Linked DNA regions of Mus musculus: regions 1, 2, 4, 5, 6 and 7 are each linked to region 3. A link is a contact called in public HiChIP or PLAC-seq, Micro-C, capture Hi-C and promoter capture Hi-C data. All regions are on one chromosome and are shown on one strand. The core of a region is the stretch at or near the end of the contact, and the rest is flanking DNA. Distances in the headings are between cores, read along the strand shown.

Region 1 (3,148 bases), core at 375-2,874, 300 kb before region 3:
GTTTCTCTGTGTAGCCCTGGTTGTCCTGGAACTCACTCTGTAGACCAAGCAAGCTGGCCTCAAACTCACAGAGATCCCCCTGCCTCTGTCTCCCGGGTGCTGGGATTAAAGGTGTACACAGCCCAGTCTCCTATTGTAATCTTACTGGACCAACATACTACCCTAGAATATTCTGACTTCGCATCCTCAGGGAAGTCAAGTCAAAGAGAAACACATTTTCAGATTTCTGGCCTCTGAGGCCACGACCTGCCCCGTCAGCTCTTAAGCAGTTCAACAATCCTGCTTGAATCCTTCCTGCTGCAAAGGTTGGGCATCCCCCATCTCTTACTTCCTTCAGAGTCCCAAGGACTGTGACCACTCCTCCCTGTCCTTCCAAAGGCCAGTTGAGAACAGGCACCCAGTCAGGCTCACCAGAATGACATTCAGGATGCCCTGAGCAGTGTGTCCTTGGACTGAACACGAGGCATCTTGTGAATACAGAGTGTGTGTTCTGATTGCTCACCCCAGTGTGAGAACTGTCCCTAGGCTGCGGCTGGCTGCTAGGGTCCTTAGTATTCTGCAGTGTGCCCCCGCCCCCAGGGCATCTTATCCAGCTGACAACACTGAGGGACCAAGGCTCTCTCAAAAGCAAAACAAGGGACATAGGCTCCCATGACTTTCCCTGGACAGGGCCCACATGAGCTGACTCCTTAGAGGAGGCCAAGCCAGGCCTGAGCCCTGTGAGCCCTGTGGGTGGGGCACACGGAAGGCTCAGTGGCCCCTGCTGGGATAAGAAGGAAGGATGTGGCTCAGAACCCAGGGAGGAAACAAGGAGGAACTAGGAAGCCTGGGTGTGTCCTGGGGAAAGCAGGGAAGGGAAGGTCCCAACTACCCGGCACCTAAGTGCCCTGCCCACACTGGTGTCCCTTCCACAGCAGCTAAGACTCTTGTAAACTTTCAAGGTTCGGAGTCCCCTGAGTGTAAGTTCTACATGCTAGTAATCCCCCGCCTTAGTTAGGTCCCTAAAGGGTGAGGTGGCCTTTCTCAAAGGAGCCGCCCACAGAGTGTTGTGGAGCCGCCAAGAGAGTGTCCTGTCCCCTCCCCCCTGTAATCCAGAGCACGTGGGCAGCAGGTAGAGCCTGGGGATACCCCAAGCATAGGATTCCCAGACCCCAGAGAACTCTAAAACAAGAAGGTGGACCAACGCTCTGCAGTTCTCCCTCCCGTTGTCTCCTCAGCCTCTGTCCTGTCCTGTCCTGTCCTGCTACCTGGGCTCAGGTGACCTCTGCTAAGGGAGAAGAGAACAATGGGCTCTTTTGACAGGGAAAGGAGAGCAAAGATGAACAGAAGCCGCCAGACTGTAATATTAGCCCAAGTCCCTGTCAGATTGTGAGAGGTGGGGGTGGGTGGGTAGCGGGTGTTGCCCTTCACCCTTACACTCAGCTGGGGAGGACTGTCCTCCAAGCCCACGGCTTTGGGGACCCTGTAGTGTCTGTCAGGGGCTGAGAGGAGAGCTCCCAGAAGCTGCTGAGGGCCTCAGGAGGGAGGAGGGAGGAGGGAGGAGGGGCAGATCCACCTGCCTGCAGTGGCTCTGCCAGATACTGGGTGTGGTAAGCTCAGATTCCTGGCCCAAGCAACTTGGCCTCTCTGTGTGGTTGTCATCTGACACTGGTGCCCATGTAGGCAAAAGCCACAACAAAACGATGTGGTCTGGGCTGGGCGGGCCTAGTTGGTTAGAAACACACCATTTATTTGATTTGGGAGGTGTGGTGGTGGGGAGGGTTCTGAGGGGGGTGTGTTATTCTGCAGCAGTCCAGCGCAGGCACCTAGGCCTAGGTCTGCTCACACTGGGGTGTGGCTACTAGTGGGTGCCTGGGTTTCACCAGAGGGGCAAGCAGGCCCCAAACAATGTTCAAGGAGCAGGGTTTCACTAAGACCAGGACGTCCGTCCAGCCCCTGAGGTAGTCCCTGTTCCCTTAGCTAGTCTTCAGTGGGAACCTAAGCTGCCTGACTGGGTTGGAGGTGAGTGTGCTAAGAGGGTACAAGTGGTAGACAGCAGGTAAAGACACTGAGCTCCGAGCAAACCATGCTACTTGATGCTGCCCATAAGAAGCGATTGAACATGGGGCTGGAGAGATGGCTCAGCAGTGAAAAGCACTTGCTGCTCTTGCAGAGGACACAGAACCAGTTCCAGCACCCACATGATGGGACACAGCCATCCCTAACTCCAGTTCCAGGAGCTTCTGATCTCTGGAAGCACCAGCCACGCATGTGGTGCCCATACATACATGAAGGCATAACATGCATACATATAGGAAACAAACTAAAATAAATAGAGCCATGAAACCTGTCCACTGCACCAGCCTCCATTAGGGTGCTTAGCAACCCCACTTCACGGAAGAGGAAACTGAGGAATAGACAGGCTAATCAATGTCTACATGGTCACGTGGTGAGAGCTGAATCAGAACCAAGGCCCGGCTATATGGCTCCAGTTCCCTGCCCCAACCACTGTTAACACCCAGCCCTGATGCCTGGCACCCAGCCCCTGAGCTAGACTTGGTCCCCTGGCAGCCAGCCCCTTTTTCTGGTCATGGTCACAACTCCTGGCCAAGGACAGGTAACCCTCATGGCCCTAGCTAGGGCAGCGTCCCCGTTTTGTGTGAGGCATCTTGCTGGCTCTGTGGAAAGGCCTAGAACTGGTTTAGAAGCTGGGATCTGTAAGCTGTTTGGGCATCTGTCGTGTGGCGGGCGATGCCACTGTTCTGTTGTTGCACGCATTGCCCACGACACGCTGCCTGACAGCCTGACCTTCAGGGTGGCACTCCCAGATGTGACCACACCGTGAGTAGCCACTGTGCAGGCGCGGACCCTAACCTGCACATGAGGAATTCCTGTGTGGAGTCTGACAACAGCCCATGCACCTTTGATTCTGTGGCGTTTAGCCAAGCACTCGGTGGACACACGTGTACAGCCCTTCACGTCACGCTGGCTCTGTTTACGTCTCCCTCAACCTAAATCGAAATCTAAGATCATCTCCATTCTAGAGCTGTGCCAAGGCCTCACAGTGAGTGAATGGGGCTATCAGGTGCTAGGTCAATACTCGTCATTGGACTAGATGCTTCACCATGATCCTGTTCTCATCAAAATGGTCAGAGTGACCGGGCACAGT
Region 2 (3,461 bases), core at 377-2,876, 490 kb before region 3:
CAACTGGGGGTGCGTGGCGAAGACGCAACCCAATGACAGATGTGATCCCAACATGTAAGAGGCCTGGGTTCAGTTTAACCCTACAACACAAGGTCCTGACTGTGAGAGCACAGAGCAGTGGCCAGGCTTAGCCAACTGAATTCAATGCCTGGAACCCTCCAGGTAAAAGGAGAGAACCAATTCCTTCAGACTGTTTTGACCTCCACACCTGCATGTGGCGCTGCGTGAGTGTTCCCACAGACTCACATACAAATAAACAAATGTAGATGTTTTTCACAGTTCCACTAAGTTTACAAATTTTTGTGTGTGACCAGATAAGTGATGTTATTCTGATGTTAGACCTTCTTATCAAAAGCAATGGCAAGGTTGCAGAGTGAGAGAGAACTCCAGTAAGAAAGGACCAACTGATGACCACCATACTTGAAAGGCTAACCTGAGTTACAGTCAAGTTTGGATGACGTCAGCCAACACTAGTCATTTGAAGAAACCAATACATTTTCTATAACCAATGTTCCCCTGTCCCAACTCCCAAAAGTGTTGAACCAGAGCTGCTTCTGCCTGACTTTAGTTCGGATGCTGCCAGCTCCTGGCTGGACGCTGGAGTGTTGTTCAATCTCTCGGGTTCTGACATTTCCACAGGTTGGGATCTCCTAAACTGGCCCATCACTCAGGCACCCAGTAGGGACACTCCTGGCACACAGCAGGGAACGGAAACCAACAGGGCTTTACAAGAGGAACTACAGCATTGGCCTTTGTCTCACAGAACCTAGGCCTACTGTGACATGACAGCAAGGAAGGCAGGGACCTAAGCTTGTACACATGCAGTTTTTACATTGTGGCAATCTCATTTAGGCCAGTTACGATGAGGCTCCCTTGCCTGCCCGATGCTGAAGGGGTCTGCAACCATTAACACCCCGGATGTCGCTGACTCAAGCTAGACAGTACAGCCTGCACGGAGTGAGCCCATTTCTGCACGTTTGACTGTTTAAGGGAATTCAAGCATGGGTGATCCTCGTGGACAATCTAACAGGCCTTAAAGATACAAAAGGCCTCCGGTGCACAGAGTCTCCTCCCGAGACTTCAAGCAAACAGTCATTTCTAGACAGGTCTCGTGCTGGTTGGTACAGACTTCCACTTGTCATGTCGTGGACTTGTCGGGTTTTATGTCTGAGACCGTCAGGCCTCTGAGGCCTGGCCTGAGAAGTGTGGATTCGGGACCCGCGCTCCTGCCTTTCCGACTCGGAGGCTGGGACCGAGTTTCCCGCCCCACTGCCCGACCAGAGGTTGGTGACAGTTGAAGTAAGCTGGGACCGGTCCCAGCAGGTTGGAACCGGTCTGGGCCGAGCCGGAGGAAGGGGGGGGGGGACAGCCTCGCGCTCTCCCTGCGCGCGTGACTCACGCTGGCCGCTGACGTCAGGCGTGCGCGCGCGGCGGGGGGGGCTCTACGTACGTGTAGTGCTGCGGTTTCTCGGGCTGTGCCTGCAGCACCTGAGCGGTAGCGGCCGGGGGCGCCGAGGAAGCTGCCGAGCCGCCGGGCCCGGGGCCCTTCGACATGGTCCTGTCTTCCTGCCTCTTCGCCGCTCCCCTTTTATTATTCAGTCTGCGCGGTCCGCGCCGAAGACCCACAGCGCCTGCGCCGCGCCACGAGAACGTGAAGACCCCCCGCACAGCAGCAAAGGTTGCTGGGAGTTGTGGTCCTCCTTTCCGGTGAAATTTTACCGTTGGCACAGTGTCGCTGCTAAAGTGCAAGACCACAATACCCAGAGATCTTTGCGGACGGTGTCCCGGATGCTGAGGATCCGCAATGCCTTGTGGTAATTGTAGTCTAGTCACTCTTAACTATTACCTGAGCATTGTCAGTGTGGTCGGAGGTGAACTCTACCTTTAAACTGGATCCTCCGGAGAGCAAGGAACCAGTTAGGGAGGCCTGAAACAACTCCACGGAGAATGTTCCAAATGCAGTGCAGTAATTGCCTTGCCTCCCTACCAGTACAGTTGGCGCACCGTTTCTAAAGTCAGTCTAGAGCATTGCCTCGGAGCCAGCAAGCTAGTCAGCCAATATTTTCATAATATAGTAACCTGTAAATCACCAGAGAAAGTATGCAGGCTAGCAGACAGTTTGAAGAAGCTTTTTATTGTTGTTGCTTTGTTTTGTTTTTAAAAATTACAATACACCATATTGTTCCTGGGCATCATTAACATTTATCAACCCTGAAACCTGGAACCCCTCCACTTGGGCTCCTTCTGAACTCAGTGGTTGGCCCAAATACCTTGTTTCCAGTAGGTTAAGGTCCAAGGGAGAACCTAATCTCTATCTAGAGTAGTCTCTTAGGCACTTTGGTAAATTGTTGAGAAGTATAGTGATAGACTACATGAGAAGGGCCAGGGGCTGAGGAAAAAAAAATGTTCTAGTCCATTCTAGTTCCCTTTTCTGGAAAAAAACCTTTCTGTTCCGGGGAAATGCAAGGCAATTGCCTCACATTTAGGAATATGGTTTTATGAAATGACTTTCTACAGGCTGGATATAGGGGTACATCCTGAGGGAGGAAAGTCACAAGTTCCAGGCCAAGCTAGGCTATGTACTAAAACCCTATCTCAAAAACCAACACGGTGGCATGTATCTCGGTCCCAGCACTCAGGAAGCAACGGAAGGTGGATCTCTGAATTCAAAGCCTGGTGGCATCCGTTGGTAGTTCTAGGTCAGCCAGAGCTGTCAGTCTGTCTAAAAACCCGAACAAGAACAACCAAACAACAACAGGTTGGAGATGAGTAGGGGTAAAGGTGCTTGCTTCCCTAGGCTGCAAACCCAAGTGGGATCTCTGGGACTGATGTACAGGTGGTAGGAGAGAACCCACTCCACGAATAATAATAAAATAATAAAAATGTCCATCATAGATATGTAATACTTCCCATTTGACCTTGTTTTCTATGTTCAATCTATATCAAATTCTTTTTTATTTTTGGTTTGTGAGTACATGTTTGTGGTTTTGAGGCAGGATCTTACTTATGTAGCCCCAGCAGGCTTGAAACTTGATATGTAGATCAGGCTAGACTTGAATTTACATAGACTTGCCTGCCTCTGGCTCCCAAAAGCTGGGATTCCAGGCTTGCACCACCACACTTAGTCAAATCCATTGTTTTCAAAACCTACTTGTTTTGTTAAATGGGATCAAGTTAGCCTTGTTAAAGCTAACCCGAGTGGGATCTCTGGGCTGGGGCGTAACCTTTGGTAGAAGCAAGCAAGAAGGCAGAGTTCAGTCTCCAGCAGCAAACATGTGAAGGGTCACTCATCTATAACTCCAGCACTAATATGGGATGGAAGCAGCGGAATCAGGAACCGAAGATCATTTCAGCTACAGTGAATCTGAGGTTCGGGCTACAGCATGCTCCTGACCCTCTGCTTATTTGTCTTGTGTTGATCTGACTGTACTTTCAGCTCCTCCCCATTTCCTTTGCAGCTT
Region 3 (3,404 bases), core at 174-2,673:
GGAAGGGATTCATACGTCCCTGTAGAGGAAATATAGTAATTTTTAAAAGTCTATACTAGCTGCAGTGGTGGCACATGCCTTTAATCCCAGCACTTGGGAGGCAGAGGCAGGGGGATTTCTGAATTTGAGGCCAGGCTGGTCTACAGAGTGAGTTCTAGGACAGCCAATGCTATACAGAGAAACCCTGTCTCGAAAAACCAAAAAAAAAAAAAAAAAAAACAAAAAAACAAAAAAACCCAAAAACCAGAAAAAGTCTGTACTAAAACTCAAAGAAACAATTAAAATAAAGTTTAATAAAGAAAAAAAGATTAAGGTGTGCTACCACTGGCCTAAGGTGACAGAAAAAAAAAGCCTGTTTTGTGCAGAGTCGAAGGGAGTTGAGTAGGGGTGAGAAACGGGACGTATTACTGGTTTCAGCAAAGGTGACCTTGTGGAGAGTTCTAGTGGAGCTAAGAGGACAACAACAGATTGCAGTGGATTGAGGAGTGAGTGGGAGTTGAGGGGGTGGAGCAGCTGGCATGGGCATTTTTTCAAGCTGTTTGGTCGAGAAGAAGCACTATGGTGGTAATGTAATCGTGGTATTTCCCCCCTCTGTGGGAACACAGTAGTAGAAGAAAATACAGGGGTACAGGAAATAAAAACACCAAGTGAGAGCCACAGGGTGGCATGCACAGCAGAGGGCAGGATTTTCTTCAAATGCGAGGATCCTACTCCTACTTTGTACTGGATTAAGGGACGAAATGATTGATGGGCCCGTGAGCTTCAGGTTGGGTCGGCTCCCCTGATGGACTGTGTTCTCTGGAAGTTGGGAGGCAGGCCACAAGCAAGGAATCCTTTGAGTGGCTATAAGAACAGTTTTCCACAGCAAGAGTAGGGTTCCCAACAGGTTGGAAGACATTTGAGGCTCCCGGGTGGGAAGCTGGTTGATGGGGAAGGACGAAGGGACTGGGAAGTTTGATGTGCAGGGGGGAGTTGCATTTGTCCTACTGAACAGGAGTTTTTCTCACAACCCGCTGCTGCTTTTTTGATGGAGATGCCCCCTTCTACGTGGAGTTGGCCTTCCGTTCTCGACCTAGGCTCACCCCACGTCTAAGGCCACGCGCCTTCCTGTCCTCGCCGAGGACCAGCTGGAAGCCATTTTGATTATGCTCCACCAAAGAAGGAGGACAATACAGCCCCGCCCAGAGCCAGGCGCGCCCCCGCGGCGGGACTGGTGCGCGTGTCCGCGCCTCTTCCCGCCGACCTGGCGGGCGCCTGGCCCAGGCGGCGGAGGCGCGGGCCGTGGGGGGGAGGAGGAGGGGTGGTTATGTAAGCGTTGCGCGCTCCCGCGAAGCGGCAGCCAATGAGAAGCCCCGGATGCTCGTGCTCGCGCACGCAGGGCGGGGGGAGGGAAGCGCACGACGTGCGCGCGCCCTCTGCCTCGTCCACCGCTGCCGCCTCCTCCTGCCGCTCCTGGTGCTGCTTGTGCGCTCCCTCAGTGCGGACCCGGTGCCTCTTTTGTGAAGCGGCAGCTGAGGAGACTCCGGCGCTCGCCATGGCCGACGAGAAACCCAAGGTGAGCTCGCGGCGGCCGGCTGCGCCTCACCGTGCGGACCGGTGGGTGGCGCGGCCCGGGGTCCGGCCGAAGCCCGCCGCGGGCTTCCCTGCCTGCCCGGGGCCCCCCACGGGGCCAGCGGCGGCTCAGGCCCGGCGCTCCGCGCCATTTTCCTCTCTCGCTCTCTTCCTCCCGCCCGCGCCCGAGGAGGCCCGGCGCCCTCCCCCGCCCCCAGGCCCTCGGAGCGCGCGCGGCGCGGCGCGAGGCGGGCAGGCGGCGCTTCGCGGGAGCCCGCGGGCCCGGCGGCCCCGCGCTGGCTCCTCGGCGGCGCCCGGCGCGTGTAAGGAAAGCGTTGGGCGCGCGGGGTCTGGGGCGGCGGCGAAGGCGGGAGTCGTGCGGCCCGGGGTTTCCCTCTCGGGGCTGGGGCCGCGCCGGATCGGTGGTGTGTGCTCCGGCAACCCCGAGTGGGGGATTCCAGAGTCGGTCCGGCTCGAGGCCCAAGGGGCCCGCGGGGGAGGGGCTGCGCTCTCCGCCGTGCGCCCAGAAACCCGCACCCTGGCGGGAACCATGTGGCTTGTTGTGGTTGGAGGCTTAGGTGCGAGCAGAGAGACACGGGCTCAACTTGAGAACGCGCCCTCGGAGGCACGGGCTACTCTTGGCTGCGGACTAGGGGACCAGCATCAGTCCAGGGCAGGGCACTCTCTGGCCCCGACTCTATTTGGAGGGGGACACAGGATGGACGAATCGAATCCTTGGACATAAACATTTGATTTGCTGAACTGCTGTTGGGGTTGCAATGTACGGGAATACTTGCACGAAGACTGTATTGCAGCCATGACAGCAAAGGAGAGGGGGAAAATAAGCTCTGAACTGAAAATGAAGCAGTTATATAGTCGAACGTTAATCGGAAGATGTAAAAAGGGAGACTCGGGATATCCCTCAGTTGAGTGTGTTCGGTTTTTTTTTTTTAAAGATATGTTCATTTGATATCATTGAGCAGAGTTTGCTAACTTTTATCAAGAAGGTAGCAGTAAAATTTGAAATACAAGGTATGGTTTTCTCACTCCCACCCCAAACCGACTCTAGTAGTTGTAGCTTTGAAAAGAGAAAGGACACTGGTGTTTATGGGAAGCGACAAATTTGGGCGATGACAGGAAATAATGCCATTTTAGAAAATTTAACCTCAGATGCATCACAAATTATGCAAGGAGTTTCTAAGTGTATTGTTGCCTTGCTAGTATCAGTGCTTCTGTACCAGACTTGTAACACTTTGTGCAGGGTTTCTGATCTTTCAGCCCAGGGGCTGGGAACAGCTGTATGCTGTTGGAGAGCCTGAGAGAAACCTGTTGATTCTGAAGCGTTCGGGCCCGCAGCTTCTTTAAAGGTGTTTGTGTTTCACAGTTTCCAAATTACACTCTTATTTTTCTTTCAACAGGAAGGAGTCAAGACTGAGAACAACGATCATATTAATTTGAAGGTGGCGGGACAGGATGGTTCTGTGGTGCAGTTTAAGATTAAGAGGCATACACCACTTAGTAAACTAATGAAAGCCTATTGTGAACGGCAGGTGAGGAATTGATAAGTGTACTTCCACTTAATAATCCATGTACACAGCCGAATTAGGAGTAGAAAATGTACCATCACAGTATTGCATGACTATTTTTGTTAAGATGCATGTGATTATATTGTATGTACATTTGCAGGTAGGTTTAATATTATGATTCTTGTGCTAAACCAGTAATCCCTCATTAGATCCATAAGACTACAAGTTCCCAAGGAGATGTCTGCACTTGAATGAGGGGGGAAAGTGGATTAGTATTTGGTGGGGTTTTTGTTTGTTGTTGTTTTTTCCCTTTTATTATTTAGACAA
Region 4 (3,086 bases), core at 114-2,613, 320 kb before region 3:
ACTCTGAGAGCCTCTGGGGACGCTGGAGGCTGCAGCTTCCCTCCCCAGCTCTATCTCCTGGGACTCAGGGATGCCACTTGAGGTTCCTGGGATCTTCTGTGGGAGATGTCTGTGCCCAGCCCACCCGGGGCTCGAGTCTGTATCTGTCCGGGAATCGTCACTCGCTCTTTGAGGCCCCGTCCCCGACGACCCTTCCTTGCTCTGGAGCTCCAAGGCGTGTCCTTCGCTGCCTGGATGGTTGCTGCCAGGGCATTTGCCCTGTACCTGAGTTGAGCTGGGTCCTCTGATTGGAGCGCCTTCTGACCTGGGATCCGAAGGTTCCATTTTGGGTGGCCGCTCCGGGGCTCCACCGCCCTGGCTGCTGCTGTCCTGGGCCTCGCGGGCTTCACTGTCCAGACACGAGCTGCCACCATCCCCGCCCGACGTGTCCCCATCCCTGCCAGGAGTCTCTCCGTGACCTCGCCGAGTCAAAGGTCCCCGATCCTTTCCTCTCCTGCGGCGGCCGCGTTTGCCTGTCCTCACTTCTTCCCTGGGGATTCCCTGTTCCTCCGTGTGCTCCCCACAACTGTCCCCGGAGTCACGGCTCTCCGTGGGTCCGTGTCTCAGACGCTGCGAGCTGCTCTGCCTCTCCTGGGTCTCCTGTGATGTTCTGCAGCGGTGGTTCCCCTCTCCGGTGTGCTTCCTCTGGCCTCCAGCGGTCCCCTTGCCTCCAGTGGCCTCGTGCTCCGTAGCGGGCTTGTTCTTGCGGGCTTTGCTGCGGGCAGGCCTGCGGTCCGGGCTTGGGGCGCAGTCGGCGCTGGCGGACCCAGACTCCAGCTCGGCTGAGGCTGGTCTTCCAGGTCGAGGCCGGCGGTGGGGCGCTTTGCCCTTACTTCTGCCCATGACTGACTTCCCGATGTCCTGATCCTTTTGCCTTCTGATCTGATCTGACTGCCCATGGGTGCCCTGAGGCCTCGGTTGCTATAGATGCTTTCTGCTCCTGCAGGGTTATGGGCTCAATCTGTCCCCCTCCTGGAGTCTCCCCTCCTGGGCAGCATCATCAATAATGCAGGAGGCAGCGGGTCCTGACCCGGTTGGTCAACAATGGAGTGGAAGCGGAGGAAAGAGGAGACGCTGCCGCTGTGGACAAAGGCCATGGACAGGGCGACGACGCCATGACTCCTTGCCAGGCAGGTCAGCCTGGCACTAGGCCAGACTGAGGAGCCAGGCTCTACTTCAGCCTCACTACCGGCCTGCCAAGAGGGGCGGAATGAAGTTGTTTTACATGGGGGCTTCTCCAGGAGACAAGGGATTGTGGCTATGGGACTGGGCAGGGGACACTTGGGCGTTCTCTTCTTTTCCGTTGTGAAATATAACTTACTAAAAAGTGGATATGATACGAGTATATACCTTGAACTGTGCACACTTTTGGACTGAAACTAGACTCATGGGGGACAGGAATCAAATCCCAGACCTATAGAAGAGCAGCCAGTGTCCTCCAGCATTGCTCTGCTGGCTCTCCAGCCCCAAAGGAGTAGTACCGTTAGTTGTCAGGAGATCTTCCTGGATCTTTTCCCTACAAGGCTGAGGAGGGCCCTGTGGATTCCAGCCAAGTCCTCTGCTAACCGAGTTACATGCCTAGCCCTCCCCACTGCTTTTTCTTTTATCTTTAAAGATATATTTATTTATATGAGTACACTGTAGCTGTCTTCAGACACAACAGAAGAGGGCATTGGATTCCCTTCAGATGGTTGTGAGCCACCATGTGGTTGCTGGGAATTGAACTCAGGACCTCTGAAAGAGCAGCCAGTGCTCTTAACTGCTGAGCCATCTCTCCAGCCCCTCTCCCCCCACTGCTTTTTCAATTAGCAATAATCACGTCTTCGATAAACCTCATTGGCTACAATACTGCCACCCATCGAGAATACTGTGCAATGCTCTTTCATTCAAAAGGCTTGCCTACAAGGTATTTATTTATTTCATGTATGTGAGTACACTGTTGCTGTCTTTGGGCAGACCAGAAGAGGGCATCAGATCCCATTAGAGATGGTTGTGAGCCACCATGTGGTTGCTGGGAATTGAACTCAGGACCTCTGGAAGAGCAGTCAGTGCTCTTAACCACTGAGCCATCTCTCCAGCCCTTTTAATTAATTTCGGTACAGGGTTTTGTAGCCTTGGCTGTCCTGAAACTCTCTCTGTAGACCAAGCTACCCTTGAACTAAGAGATCTGCCTGCCTCTGCCTCCAAAGTGCTGGGATGAAAGGCCTCCCCACCCTGCCTGGCCCCGGGGTTTTGTAAAACACTTAGTTTCTCTCCTCTGTCTTTTCAGTTGTTCAGCATCATGACGAATTCATGCACTGTAGTCTAACTAGTTGCTATTGATAGATTTTTGTTTGTTTTGTTTTCAAGACAGGGTTTCACTGTACAGTTCTGGTTGTCTTGGAACTCACTGTGTAGACCAGTCTAGACCAGCTGGCTGCCTGCCTCTGCCTCCTAAGTGCTGGGATCTTGGTGGATTTTTAGTTGTATTTCTTTGTGTGTGTGTGCGCACCTGCTCGCACGCCTGCATGCACCTGCACACTGTGTACTCTCATACCACAGTCCTTGAGTGTGATCAGACAGCAGCCAGCTTACAGGAGTCAGTTCTTTCCTTCCAACCTGTGTGGCCTGGAGACTGAACCCAAGTGGTCAGGCTTGGTGGCAAGTGCCACTGAGCTAACTTGTAGGCCCTTTGGTGGATATTTATTTACCTTTATTTTAATTTTTATTTTTTGAGACAGGGTCTCTCTACATAGTACTGGCTGTCCTGGAACTCGCAATGTAGACCAGGCTAGCCTGAACTGCCTCCCAAGTGAGCCTGTGCTATCAAGCTCCTTCTGATGGTGTTTCTCTCTCTCTCTCTCTCTCTCTCTCTCTCTCTCTCTCTCTCTCTCTCTCTCTCTCTTTCACTGAAGTTTGTGGGCTGTGGTACTGGCACAGGCCTTTTACCCCAGCACTCAGAGGTAGAGGCAGGTGGATCTCTGAGTTCCCAGCAGGCTGGTCTGCAGAGCGAGTCCTAGGACAGCCAGAGCTAAACTGGGGGAGGGGGGTGTTCCTCAACCAAGTAG
Region 5 (3,059 bases), core at 268-2,767, 280 kb before region 3:
AGGTTGTCATCCCAGCTACTAGAGAGTTTGAGCATAAACTCATGACCAGCCTGGGGTACAGAGTGAGTTCATGGCCAGCCTGTGCAATTTTGAAAGTCCCTATCTCAAAACATAAACAAGAGGGTAGGGGCTATACAGCTCAGTGCTGGAGTGTTTGCTAGCAGGCATGGGCTGCTGGCTTCACTTCCCAGAAGCACTAAAAATAAATAAGCAAATACCATCCTCAAAGGAGATTTCACTCTTTCAAGTCTATCTCCTCTTCTGGGCACACGTGTTGTTTAATAACTTATCAACAATACAAATCCCCCAAACCTGACAGTCTCCATTTGAATATAAGCCCGTGTGATCACAGGCTGTCTCACCTACAGCCCTGGCTTGTGGCTCTGTGTTCGAAGCCTCAAAGGCACCTGTCAGGACTCACTGACTTGGCAAATAAGAGTCACCTTGGGAGGCAGATACCTGGTACTGCAGGAAACTCAAGGTGTCCTCTGTCAGCAGCAGCTGGTATGCCTCTTGGATAGACAGTGGGAGGTCTTGGTAGAAGAGCTGAATCGAACCCTGGAAGTGGACCAAGAGCTTAGCTGTGTACCCTTCCTGCAGTGCCCAAGCCAGTCACCTTCTTGGCTCTGACCCTTTCCCCACACACTCAAGCATCACTGCATGACCAGGACAAACAATGAGAGGATTAGAACTCCCGCTGTCCAGTGGTATCCTCTTCTGTTCTCAAAGTCCACACATAACTTCACTGAAAACATAATTCTGAATTCCTCCTGGTCCACCAAACCGTATCCTTCCCATTCCATTAGTCGGGACCCCTTTCCCCACGCCTCCAGGACCCCACTTACACACTCCAGCAGATACAAAGCCTCTTCGGGGTGAAGTCGCTGCCGTCCTTCCTCTGAGTAGCCCATGGTCTGCCAGAATTTCCCCTGTGCGGCAGCAGACCAAGTGTCACAAAGCAGCTAAGCGGACAGAGGAAGGGGGTCCCCCAGCCGCGGAGATGCCCGGGCCGCTCACCGCAGGAGACGTCAACTCCACAAAGCCCTCTTCTGGTTTCCACTCCGCGGCCACCAAGCTGCCCCTGGCGAGGAGTGGGGAAGGGGCGTCTCGGTCTGCACGGGCAGTCCCCGGCCTCCGCCCACCCGGCCTGACCCGGCCCGGCCCAGCCCCTCTCACAGGCGCTCCACGCGCTCCTCCGCCAGCAGCTGCCACAGCTCTTGGCGACACAGGCGCAGCCGCTCCGCCTGGGCCTCCGAGCCGTCCGGGAGGAAGTCCTTGGGGCCATGCGACCGCTGTGGTAGCTTCTGGGACCGCGAGCGCGCGGCGCGGAGCTCCGAGGCGCTGGGGAGAGCCGGGAACACGTGATCAGCACAGAGGCCACCCCGCTCGCTCCCGGGTCCCACGCACCCCACGCCATCCCCCGGGCCGGGTAGCACCTGAGCACACGCCCCGCGGGAACCTCCACCGACCCGGGTTCGGGTTCGGGCTCCATCGGGCCGCTGTCTGCGGCTGCGCGCGCACCGCGAAGCCCCGCCCACCCCGGCATTCCGCGCGGTCCTAGCGCCTTCGACCCGCTCGCTCCTCGGGATCATAAAGCCACCCTCGAGCCTCGCGCCTTCCTACCTGCCCCGTGTGTGTCCTAACACCTGTCGGCACACGTGTACCCCGGGCCGCGGGACCCAGCTCGATGTGCAGGTTTCCAGATGTGCAAAAACTCACCTATTCCGTTTCCAGCGCTTCTGGGGGCTCCTCCCTTCTTTAGTATAACTTTACCTGGCTACTGGATGTAGCATGGATAATCAAATATGTTACTCTCATCTCTGCAGCCCTGAATGTCTTTGTGTCCTACCACCAGCAGGAAAGAGATGCGTAGAGAGAGGAGAGCAGTGAGCCCCCAGACACCAGCTTTGCAAACTGGAGGCCATATGGGAATGTTAGGAGTGGACCAAAGACTTATGGAGTTCCTTCACGGTGGGCCAAAAAAAAAAAATCTCTTCTTAGGGGCTCTGAAGCAGGGTTCAAAGGCCAGGGGTGGAGGCGCTGTCCGGCTCACACTGGTGCTGAATCGCCACCCCAGACTCCGAAAGCACCTCCTCGAGGCTGGGGTCCCCGCCGTGACATCCTGAGTCGCACTGACGCTCACCACTAGGTGGCACCGTTGCTCCAGCCAGCAGCTATAGGTCTCTGAGTGTGGACGAAGGTCGCTGCGGGCAACCCGGGAAAGGATGGGGCAAAGAGGAAGTGATCCCCACCCCTAGTGGGGGGGGGGGGTCCTCAGGTTCAACTGCCAAAACATCCTATTTTCTCTCCTATACATTCACACTTCACCTTTTGATCTAGACCAGAACCCAGTTCTCTCGGGATCCCCGGACAGGACACAGCAGCACGAAACCTCATCCACCCCGCCTCTCACCCGCCACTTTGCACCCCTAAGCAGCTTCACCTGCGCGCATGCGCTGATCCAACCAGTGGCTCGGCTCTGGACTGGCTGGCGGGGGCGGGGCCTAGTGAAGATGGGGCGGGGACCAGGGTGTTGATTGACAATCCAACTGTGCGGCCAGGACGGTCCCCGGCTCCCGATCCGGCGGGAGGGAGGGGGGAGGGGCGGGATTTCCTGCGGGAGGCGCCGAGCCGGCCTTGGAAAGGAGGAGAAAGGGGTTGCGGGGGACAGTGAGAACCAGAGTCCAGAGTGCCTGAGACTGAGCACAGCCAGCCGGACCCCCGGCGGGGCGGCCGGGAGAGGTGAGACTGCCGGGTCCCGGGCCAGGGGTCAGGACCCTTGAGAGCAGACGCAAACTAACTTTTCTTGTCTGATCGGCGGGCTCCTCCATCTCTCTGCTCCTTCCGCCTTCCTCGAGCCCCCCTTTTCGTTCTCCTCTATCTATTCCTCGGACGCTTGACTCTCCGGGTCCCTCTTGCCGCTTTGTTCCCGGGGTCGGCCTTATCTGGGCTTGGCTGCGGGGAGCTGCGCCGCGCTAGAGGGGCATTCCAAGGGGAGGGGGAGCCAGCCGACCCCAGGCACTGCCAGGAGCACTCTCTCCCAGTGCGGGTCGCGGGCT
Region 6 (3,165 bases), core at 136-2,635, 380 kb after region 3:
GCACTCTGATGGCTCTGGGGCCCCAGCCATACAGGGGGAGGGAGGGAGGGAGGCAGGCGAATACCGGTATTTGTGTACTTTACAGATCACAGCTGCCTTGAGCAAATGATGCAGCCGGTCACCCAGCCCATCAAGTCCACCAAACACAAACAGCTGCTCAGCCTTGCCACCTCCTAGGTAAACAGCTCAGTTGTCCTGCAGGGCTAGGAGGTCAGGAGATCCCCATCAGCCTGGGGGTGGGGGCTGGCCATCAGCAACTCCCCTCCCCTGAGGACTTAGAGCCCCATTTCCTGCCACAAGCCCACACAGGACGCCTATCTCAACGTCTCTGGGTGGGTAGGCTGGCTGACTGGCTTCCCCTGAAACCCTAGGGGGTGGAGATGTGAAGCTCCTAGTGAGAGTGAGATCTGGTGTTTGAGAGGAACCAAGACCCTGAAAGAGGCAGGTACCCTTCAAGACCAGGCATCACTTCTACCTGGCATAGCTCTTACTTCTCTCTCCTAAACCCTGTAGAAAAATAGTGCAAGAGGCTGGCTGGCTCAGCATCTCTTTTTAGAGTTCCATGTACTTGCTTAAGCCAAGGACACCAATAAGAGAGGTGGTGACAGACATCCTTTTATTCAGGGCATTCCTGCAGAATGTATGCACCCCAGAGAGTTGCCTTTAAGGTCGTCGGGGGGCCGGGCGGGGGGAGGGGGAGAGTGGGCCATGGTCACTAATTGCCATGTTCTTTCTCAGCTTCTGAAAATTCCCAAGTGGACTTGTAGGCTGGCTACATGCAGCCTGGGGTGTTGGGAAGGAGCTGTGAGTCTATGTCTGGAGGCAGTGGGGAGGGGAAGGGTGGGATGTACCGCTGAGTGGGGACCCAAAGCACTGCACGCCTGTGACAGGTGTCACTTTTTGAGGCTTAGCTCAAAAAGGGCATTAACCTTGAGATGCCTCTGAAGGCGGGGATGCCCTGTCTGTGTCTTCAGAGAGTCCCTGTCTCCCAGTATTCCAAAGTGTGGCAGAAGGAACTGGGTTTTTGTTCCTAGGGTGGGGGAGTCTTAGTCTTTCAGATCTGCCTTACCCCATGCCCTCCGAGGTCAGCCTAGAACCCTAGAGACTGGGATGAGCCCAGGGGTTATGCCCCAGACCAGAGACCCAGCTGACACTTCCAGAAGAGGGGTGTAGACAGGGAAGGACAGGGTCCTAAGGCAAAGGACATCGGGAGGGATGTCCCTAAGTGCCGGCCTGGGGGGTCCCCAGCACTGAGCGCAGAGCCCACCCACCTTGCCGGTGAGATCGTAGTTCGGGCTGAAGGGCGGGGAGCGCTCAGGGGCCTCGCCATCCCCAGCGGTAGCAGCTCCTGGTGTGCCAGTCATGTCCCCGGACAGTCAGAGGTGAGCCCGGCTCGAAGCAAGCGAGGGAGAGCGAGGAACCGCCCTGCCCTAGGCTCCGCCCACTCCTCCCTCCCCATCCACCAACCGGCTCGGACCCTGATAGACTCCTCCCTCCGTCCCGCCATCCCCTCGACGACGCCAGCCAGGACGTCTGAGACTCGCAGAATGCACACCCTAGGGAGTGGCAGTCCCCCTGAGAGACATTAGCCTAGTTTAGTGCTCTTACAGCACGGAATGAGTCCTGCTACAGGACCAGCCCATTAAGGTCGCAGTGGTGAAGTTAGATTGCCATCGAGGCTGCGGACCCGGGAGACCCAGCTAGCTGCGGAAGGTGTGGGGCTTGGTTTCCTACTGCGGCAATGCAGTGGCCAGCAGGGCGCGCCCGAGCTCCAGCCAGTTGACAGTCCGGTACTTACCTGCAGGCAAGAAGCTGGGGACGTCCCTGAACAATGTTGGACAGGAAGTTGCATTCTGAGACTAGCACCCAAGCGGTTCTGATAGACCTCAGCTCATCTGAGCCTACTTTTTCACCGACACTCACCTTGGAGCGCACTGACCATCTGGGGAGCTCCTGGGTGGTGCTAACACTTGGAGCTCTTTGCCATGTTTCTCCCTCATTTGTTAGTCTAAGCCCCTGATGTCCTCCCACCACGGGAAGGTGAGCTCTTGAAGCCCATCTTTCCAAGGGGACAAGATAGGGCCAACATTATTCAGGGAAGGCCTAGGCCTAGCCACCGAGTGGGTGCCACAGGAATTCATGAAGTCGTGGGTCGTTTTGAGCTGTTTCTAGTACAGCCCAGGAACCCTGCAGCTCCGGATGACGGGGGATATGGAGAATCTGGGGTTGCACATACCAGGGTTCAGTAGCTTGTGGGCCAACTTTTCAACATCTCAACGCTGTATAGAAAGGAACAGGATGCGGGGACTGGATGCGGGGTGTAGGAAGGGGGTTGGGCCCCTCAACTTTTTAGGTGAGGGCAGTGAGGGCTGGCTTTGGGGTGACTATGACTTGGGAAATGGCTGTGTACATCAGCAGGAACTATTTCATGACAGCTGAGAGGAGATCCCGGAGCCTGGATGGAGGTGACTTTGTCGAGGTGGGAATTGGAGAGGGGTAGTGGCTTGCCCCTTGCTCACCGTCCACTGAAAACTAATGTTGTGGGGGTACATCGTGTCCCCCAAGAGATATGCTGAAGTCCTAGGCACTGGTACCCAAAATGTGTGTGGCCTTCCTTGGCAACAGGAACATTAGAGATGTAGGTTAGAACTGGGCCATACTGGAATAGGGGTTCCGTGATGGTTAATACTGATCATTAACTTGGCAGGCCCTAGAGTCATGCTGTGAGGGAATATCTTAATTAGGTTGACCGAGGTGGGAAGACCCACTCCAGAGGAGGGCAGCATGAAAAGGAAGAGATCACACCTCTTGTTCTCTGTTGCTTGTTTGAGGTTAGCTGCCTCAGGCTCCTGCTGCTGGGGCTTCCCCCGTCTCGATGGAATCTAACCAAACTTCCCTTCTTCACACGCTGTTTGTGTCCGGGTATTTTATCACAGCAACGGGAAAATTAACTGAGACAAGCCCCTAACCCAGTGTGACTGTGTGATGGGGAAAGGTTTAAAGCAAATGGCTAGAAGACAGCCTCGTGAAGCCAGAGGTAGAGACAGGAATATTTGATGACTCCAAGGAACAGGGACGATGCCCGGAGCTAAGAGAAGCTGGGAAGCGGTAGGGAGAATTCGACTGGGATACTACTGACCCCTTGGTTTGGGACTTTGGTGTGTG
Region 7 (3,089 bases), core at 376-2,875, 350 kb after region 3:
TCTAATTGTCATAATTGCATGCTCTACCAAACTGCAATTGGGAGACTCTGCAGTTCACCACCTCTTTCAACATCCAAGACCACAAGAGTTGTGCAATTTAGAATTTAGCGAAGGAAGAAAGAGGCTGCTGACTACTGAGAGGAACACAACTCCATGGCGACAGCTGTTGGTGACTGCCCAGCTGACTGGCAGAACTGTGTGTCATCTGTGGGAGTCCTGAGATAGATATTATGGGAGACTAGCAAGTTAACTACTATTTGGCTTGATGCTCTCTGATAGGTGTCTAAAAGGAGAACTGGCCTGGAGAAACAGCTCAGCAGTTAAGAGTACCTGCTGCTCCTGCAGAGGACCCGAGTTCACTTCCAGCACTTACACTGAGCAGCATCCAACCATCGACAACTAACTCCAGGGCATCTGGTGCCCTCTTTTGGATTTGACAGGCATGCACATATCCATACGTAGACACATCATTTAAAATAAAAGCTTTAAAAAATTATAAACAAATGAGGAACGAGCCTGATATATAGAGTCTAGCTAAGACAGCTGAACCTGACTGGAGCTATGTGGAGTTTCCGTTGTGTTTTTCACCAGGGTCTATTTAAACCAGGGCCATAATTAGTATAGTCCACAGATAGCAGTGGGCTTCTCTAGAAACCAGGAGCATGGTGGTGAGCAGAACACATTTATGGAGAAGAACTCACATAAGGAGAATAGAGCTCTCCGGTCTCTGTGATCTCGCCTGCCATCTCCAGAGAGTGAGGAAGGGCTGGCCCAAGAGGTTACTTCTATGCAGTGGCAGCAGCAGCCGCAGCTCCTAAGACAAAAGAGTAGACTTTAGTTCTCTAACTGCAGAGATGAGACTGGGGGTGGGGGGTTTGCAGTCTGCCGCTTTCACCTGTAGCCCTTTTAACTCAGACACTTTGGTCTCCCTATCTGCCATGAGACAGCCTTGGTGGGACGCGGCTTCCTGGACCATGTCTTCTAACTTGATTTGCTATGCAAGGCACTTCTCGGTGCCTGGATGCTGCTCACACTCCAAGTGACTGAAGGGGCTTTCCGGGCCTCTAAGCCTCACTAACCATCACAGCCCCCTTTACCCTAAAGTGCTTACGTCCGTTTCATTATCTATGAGCTCACTACTACACAGGACAGCCCACACAGCTGTCTGCTTCTCCGCCCACAGCGGGAGTCAGCTTTTCCAAGGTCGCCCCTCCATCCTAACTCCTTGTCCCAAAGCCTCTTCTTTTAAATGGGGCCTCGCGCACCGACACCTGCCTTTTGCTTTGCCTTAGGGTTTCCCACCCTTAAGCCTCCCCTCTCTTCTCCAGAGCCGGTCCCTCAGTCTCCCCTTCCCCTCCCTTCCAGGTGAAACTCTAAAATTCACATCCATCTTCACCCTGTCCTGCCCTCCTGCCCGTCCCAGACCTGCAGCACAGCTAGCTTCCAGGCACAGTGGCCACCGCCTCCAGCTCTGCAGCTGCCACCCGGCACCAGCGGCCCCGCACCAGCGCCCGCTACGCGCACGCGCACGCTTCCCAGTCCCCCGTCCAAGCGAGCGCGTGGGGAGGGGCGCAGTGCGTTGATTGGATGCCTCGCGGGGGCGGGGCCGGGATTGGGCTTTGCGGCTGCCGTCTGCCTGGCGGAAGCGGACAGCAAGCCCCTCTACGCGCATGCGGAAAGCCTGTTTCTCCGGGACAGACGCTGACGCCTGTCGTTGGGGACGCCTTCCTCGGCAGGGGGTGGTTGTGAGCTTTGCAGTTTGCAAACTACAGCGCTTAGACGGCCGAGGAACCACGCAAAGGGCTGAGGCCTGAGAACTTTGAGTGGGGCTTGGGGACAGGAAAACGGAAGGGCCAGAGCCGAGTGACGTGGACTCTGGACGCTGGAGGCTAGGGTTGGAAACAGGTTAAAAAAAGGATTAACAGGTCATTTGGGGGTGGACGGGCATGTTGTGTAGGAATGGGCTGGAAACCGAGCCAGAACTTGGCCCCTGGGTGAGAGCCCAGATGTATTGACCACTTCGGCTCTTTCTCTTACAAGAGTTTTAGAATCCCCGTTCTTTCACGTAGTTGTGAGGGGAAGGCAGGACGCTCTTCTGTCAACATAGCTCCACTGCTACAGAAAGAGTTCCACCCTGCGTGGGAAGACACTATGGGGGCTCTGAAGTCTTTAACTCTCCCCACTAGTAGGCAGCTACAATGAAGCTGAATCAGAACACCATGCTAGTGGGCAAGAAGGTGGTCCTGGTACCCTACACCTCCGAGCATGTGCCCAGGTAACTAACTCATTACCCGACTGGTTGTAGCGTGGAGGGCAATTGGAAACAGGGTGCCTTAATCTAGGAGCCTGTCTTGTTTAACAAACGTCACTTGTGTGGTGCTGTACACCTTTGATTCTGGCCCAACACTTGGGAGACAGAGGCAGGTCCATCTCTTCCGTGAGATTGAGGCTAGCCTGGGCAATATAATAAGTTCCAGGCCAGCTAGGGATACTTAATGAGACTGTGACTCAAAGTGGGGGGTTGGGGGTGGGAATTACATGCAGGAGGAATAAAGCTGAAGTGGAGGGCTCATTTTTCATTTATTTTCCTTGTCATCCATCTCTCTGCTTTCTTTTTGGCTTTTCAATGAGGGATTACATCATCTAGATGTGTGTGTAACAAAAAAACAAAGCCATGTCTTCTTCCCTCGTTCTAAATTACTTATGGCGTTCCCTGGTATCCTCTGGAGACTTAACGTGTGCTTGTCCCAGATGTTGAATTCATTATTTTGATGCCTACTGTTTAAAGGCCAGAAGTGAGATTCAGGGACTCTTTGTGAGGTTAGTTGGCAAACATCTGACAGATTGAGAAGCTGGCTCTGTAGGGGACAATAGTTTTGCATTGGGGAGATCTGTCACCCTGCCTTGTAGAGGTCTCCTCAGCCCTCTTTGCTGGGCTGGACTGGCATACCCTTACCCTCAGGAACTGGGGGAGTGTTTGGTTTTATATTACCTGGGTGGGAAGCTGGGCCCCTAGAGCTACCCTCTCTGCTGCTGCCTGAGAAAAGAACCTACCTTTCCTGCCTACCCATACCCACTTCACCTCAGAA

Evidence for each region. Promoter capture Hi-C pulls out the DNA fragments that hold promoters and counts their contacts. Hi-C and Micro-C count contacts between places; a contact is called where the count stands out from the background. HiChIP or PLAC-seq counts read pairs in DNA pulled down with a chosen protein or histone mark. Capture Hi-C pulls out chosen DNA fragments and counts their contacts.
Region 1: an H3K27ac HiChIP or PLAC-seq map of hepatocytes shows a contact between it and region 3, with 4 times the contacts expected there. The contact joins the enhancer-like site here to the promoter of Sumo2 in region 3. A contact is called at or near these places in 1 of 39 promoter capture datasets (embryonic stem cells), 1 of 484 Hi-C or Micro-C datasets (bone marrow-derived macrophages), 10 of 115 datasets of contacts at active chromatin or transcription factors (bone marrow-derived macrophages, embryonic forebrain, embryonic stem cells and 4 more) and 3 of 9 other capture datasets (adipose tissue, liver and macrophages).
Region 2: a Micro-C map of embryonic stem cells shows a contact between it and region 3, with 5 times the contacts expected there. The contact joins the promoter of Unk here to the promoter of Sumo2 in region 3. A contact is called at or near these places in 2 of 39 promoter capture datasets (liver and neural stem cells), 2 of 484 Hi-C or Micro-C datasets (B cells and embryonic stem cells) and 3 of 115 datasets of contacts at active chromatin or transcription factors (T-cell acute lymphoblastic leukemia, effector CD8 T cells and pancreatic cancer cells).
Region 4: a capture Hi-C map of embryonic stem cells shows a contact between it and region 3, with 2.7 times the contacts expected there. The contact joins the promoter of Myo15b here to the promoter of Sumo2 in region 3. A contact is called at or near these places in 3 of 39 promoter capture datasets (cranial neural crest, hippocampal neurons and liver), 7 of 115 datasets of contacts at active chromatin or transcription factors (bone marrow-derived macrophages, embryonic stem cells, fetal liver and 2 more) and 1 of 9 other capture datasets (embryonic stem cells).
Region 5: a contact with region 3 is called in an H3K4me3 HiChIP or PLAC-seq map of bone marrow-derived macrophages, with 2.8 times the contacts expected there. The contact joins the promoter of Tsen54 here to the promoter of Sumo2 in region 3. A contact is called at or near these places in 6 of 39 promoter capture datasets (the C10 cell line, embryonic stem cells, erythroid cells and 3 more), 1 of 15 datasets of contacts at CTCF or cohesin (large pre-B cells), 11 of 484 Hi-C or Micro-C datasets (B cells, the G1E-ER4 cell line, Th2 cells and 6 more), 17 of 115 datasets of contacts at active chromatin or transcription factors (CD8 T cells, T-cell acute lymphoblastic leukemia, astrocytes and 10 more) and 4 of 9 other capture datasets (adipose tissue, liver, macrophages and 1 more).
Region 6: a contact with region 3 is called in a promoter capture Hi-C map of stem cell-derived epiblast-like cells, with 2.9 times the contacts expected there. The contact joins the promoter of Rab37 here to the promoter of Sumo2 in region 3. A contact is called at or near these places in 4 of 39 promoter capture datasets (embryonic stem cells, liver, pre-B cells and 1 more), 2 of 484 Hi-C or Micro-C datasets (both in embryonic stem cells), 3 of 115 datasets of contacts at active chromatin or transcription factors (acute myeloid leukemia, bone marrow-derived macrophages and pancreatic cancer cells) and 1 of 9 other capture datasets (pancreatic islet).
Region 7: a Micro-C map of embryonic stem cells shows a contact between it and region 3, with 1.8 times the contacts expected there. The contact joins the promoter of Nat9 here to the promoter of Sumo2 in region 3. A contact is called at or near these places in 1 of 39 promoter capture datasets (stem cell-derived epiblast-like cells) and 1 of 484 Hi-C or Micro-C datasets (embryonic stem cells).

What each region holds. Positions count from the first base shown.
Region 1 is chr11:115,837,562-115,840,709 of GRCm38.p6, reverse strand. The region is part of intron 2 of Llgl2 (LLGL2 scribble cell polarity complex component); the gene reads right to left. Among named protein-coding and RNA genes, the nearest start is that of Llgl2, 15 kb to the right of the region's middle. Within about 2 kb of position 1,624, at least 68 of the 459 cell types and tissues checked have an H3K27ac peak or open chromatin away from gene starts, as enhancers often do. A contact at or near this core is called in embryonic stem cells, hepatocytes, liver and 2 more, where this site is marked.
Region 2 is chr11:116,028,481-116,031,941 of GRCm38.p6, reverse strand. Unk (unkempt family zinc finger) reads right to left here and starts at 1,626. Exons shown (of 16, transcript NM_172569.4): 1 at 1,451-1,626. The coding sequence starts at 1,554.
Region 3 is chr11:115,534,249-115,537,652 of GRCm38.p6, reverse strand. Sumo2 (small ubiquitin-like modifier 2) reads left to right here and starts at 1,423. Exons shown (of 4, transcript NM_133354.2): 1 at 1,423-1,555; 2 at 2,970-3,101. The coding sequence starts at 1,535.
Region 4 is chr11:115,856,202-115,859,287 of GRCm38.p6, reverse strand. Myo15b (myosin XVB) reads right to left here and starts at 1,363. Exons shown (of 64, transcript NM_001384233.1): 1 at 1-1,363. The coding sequence starts at 882.
Region 5 is chr11:115,813,197-115,816,255 of GRCm38.p6, reverse strand. It overlaps Tsen54 (tRNA splicing endonuclease subunit 54), which reads right to left and starts at 1,517. Exons shown (of 11, transcript NM_029557.1): 1 at 1,437-1,517; 2 at 1,177-1,341; 3 at 1,018-1,081; 4 at 846-929; 5 at 460-558. The coding sequence starts at 1,492. Caskin2 (CASK-interacting protein 2) reads left to right here and starts at 2,664. Exons shown (of 20, transcript NM_080643.2): 1 at 2,664-2,742.
Region 6 is chr11:115,152,398-115,155,562 of GRCm38.p6, reverse strand. It overlaps Rab37 (RAB37, member RAS oncogene family), which reads right to left and starts at 1,385. Exons shown (of 9, transcript NM_021411.4): 1 at 1,272-1,385. The coding sequence starts at 1,364.
Region 7 is chr11:115,185,935-115,189,023 of GRCm38.p6, reverse strand. It overlaps Nat9 (N-acetyltransferase 9 (GCN5-related, putative)), which reads left to right and starts at 1,625. Exons shown (of 7, transcript NM_025400.4): 1 at 1,625-1,905; 2 at 2,187-2,275. The coding sequence starts at 2,199. It overlaps Tmem104 (transmembrane protein 104), which reads right to left and starts at 1,537. Exons shown (of 10, transcript NM_001033393.2): 1 at 1,426-1,537; 2 at 702-814. The coding sequence starts at 746.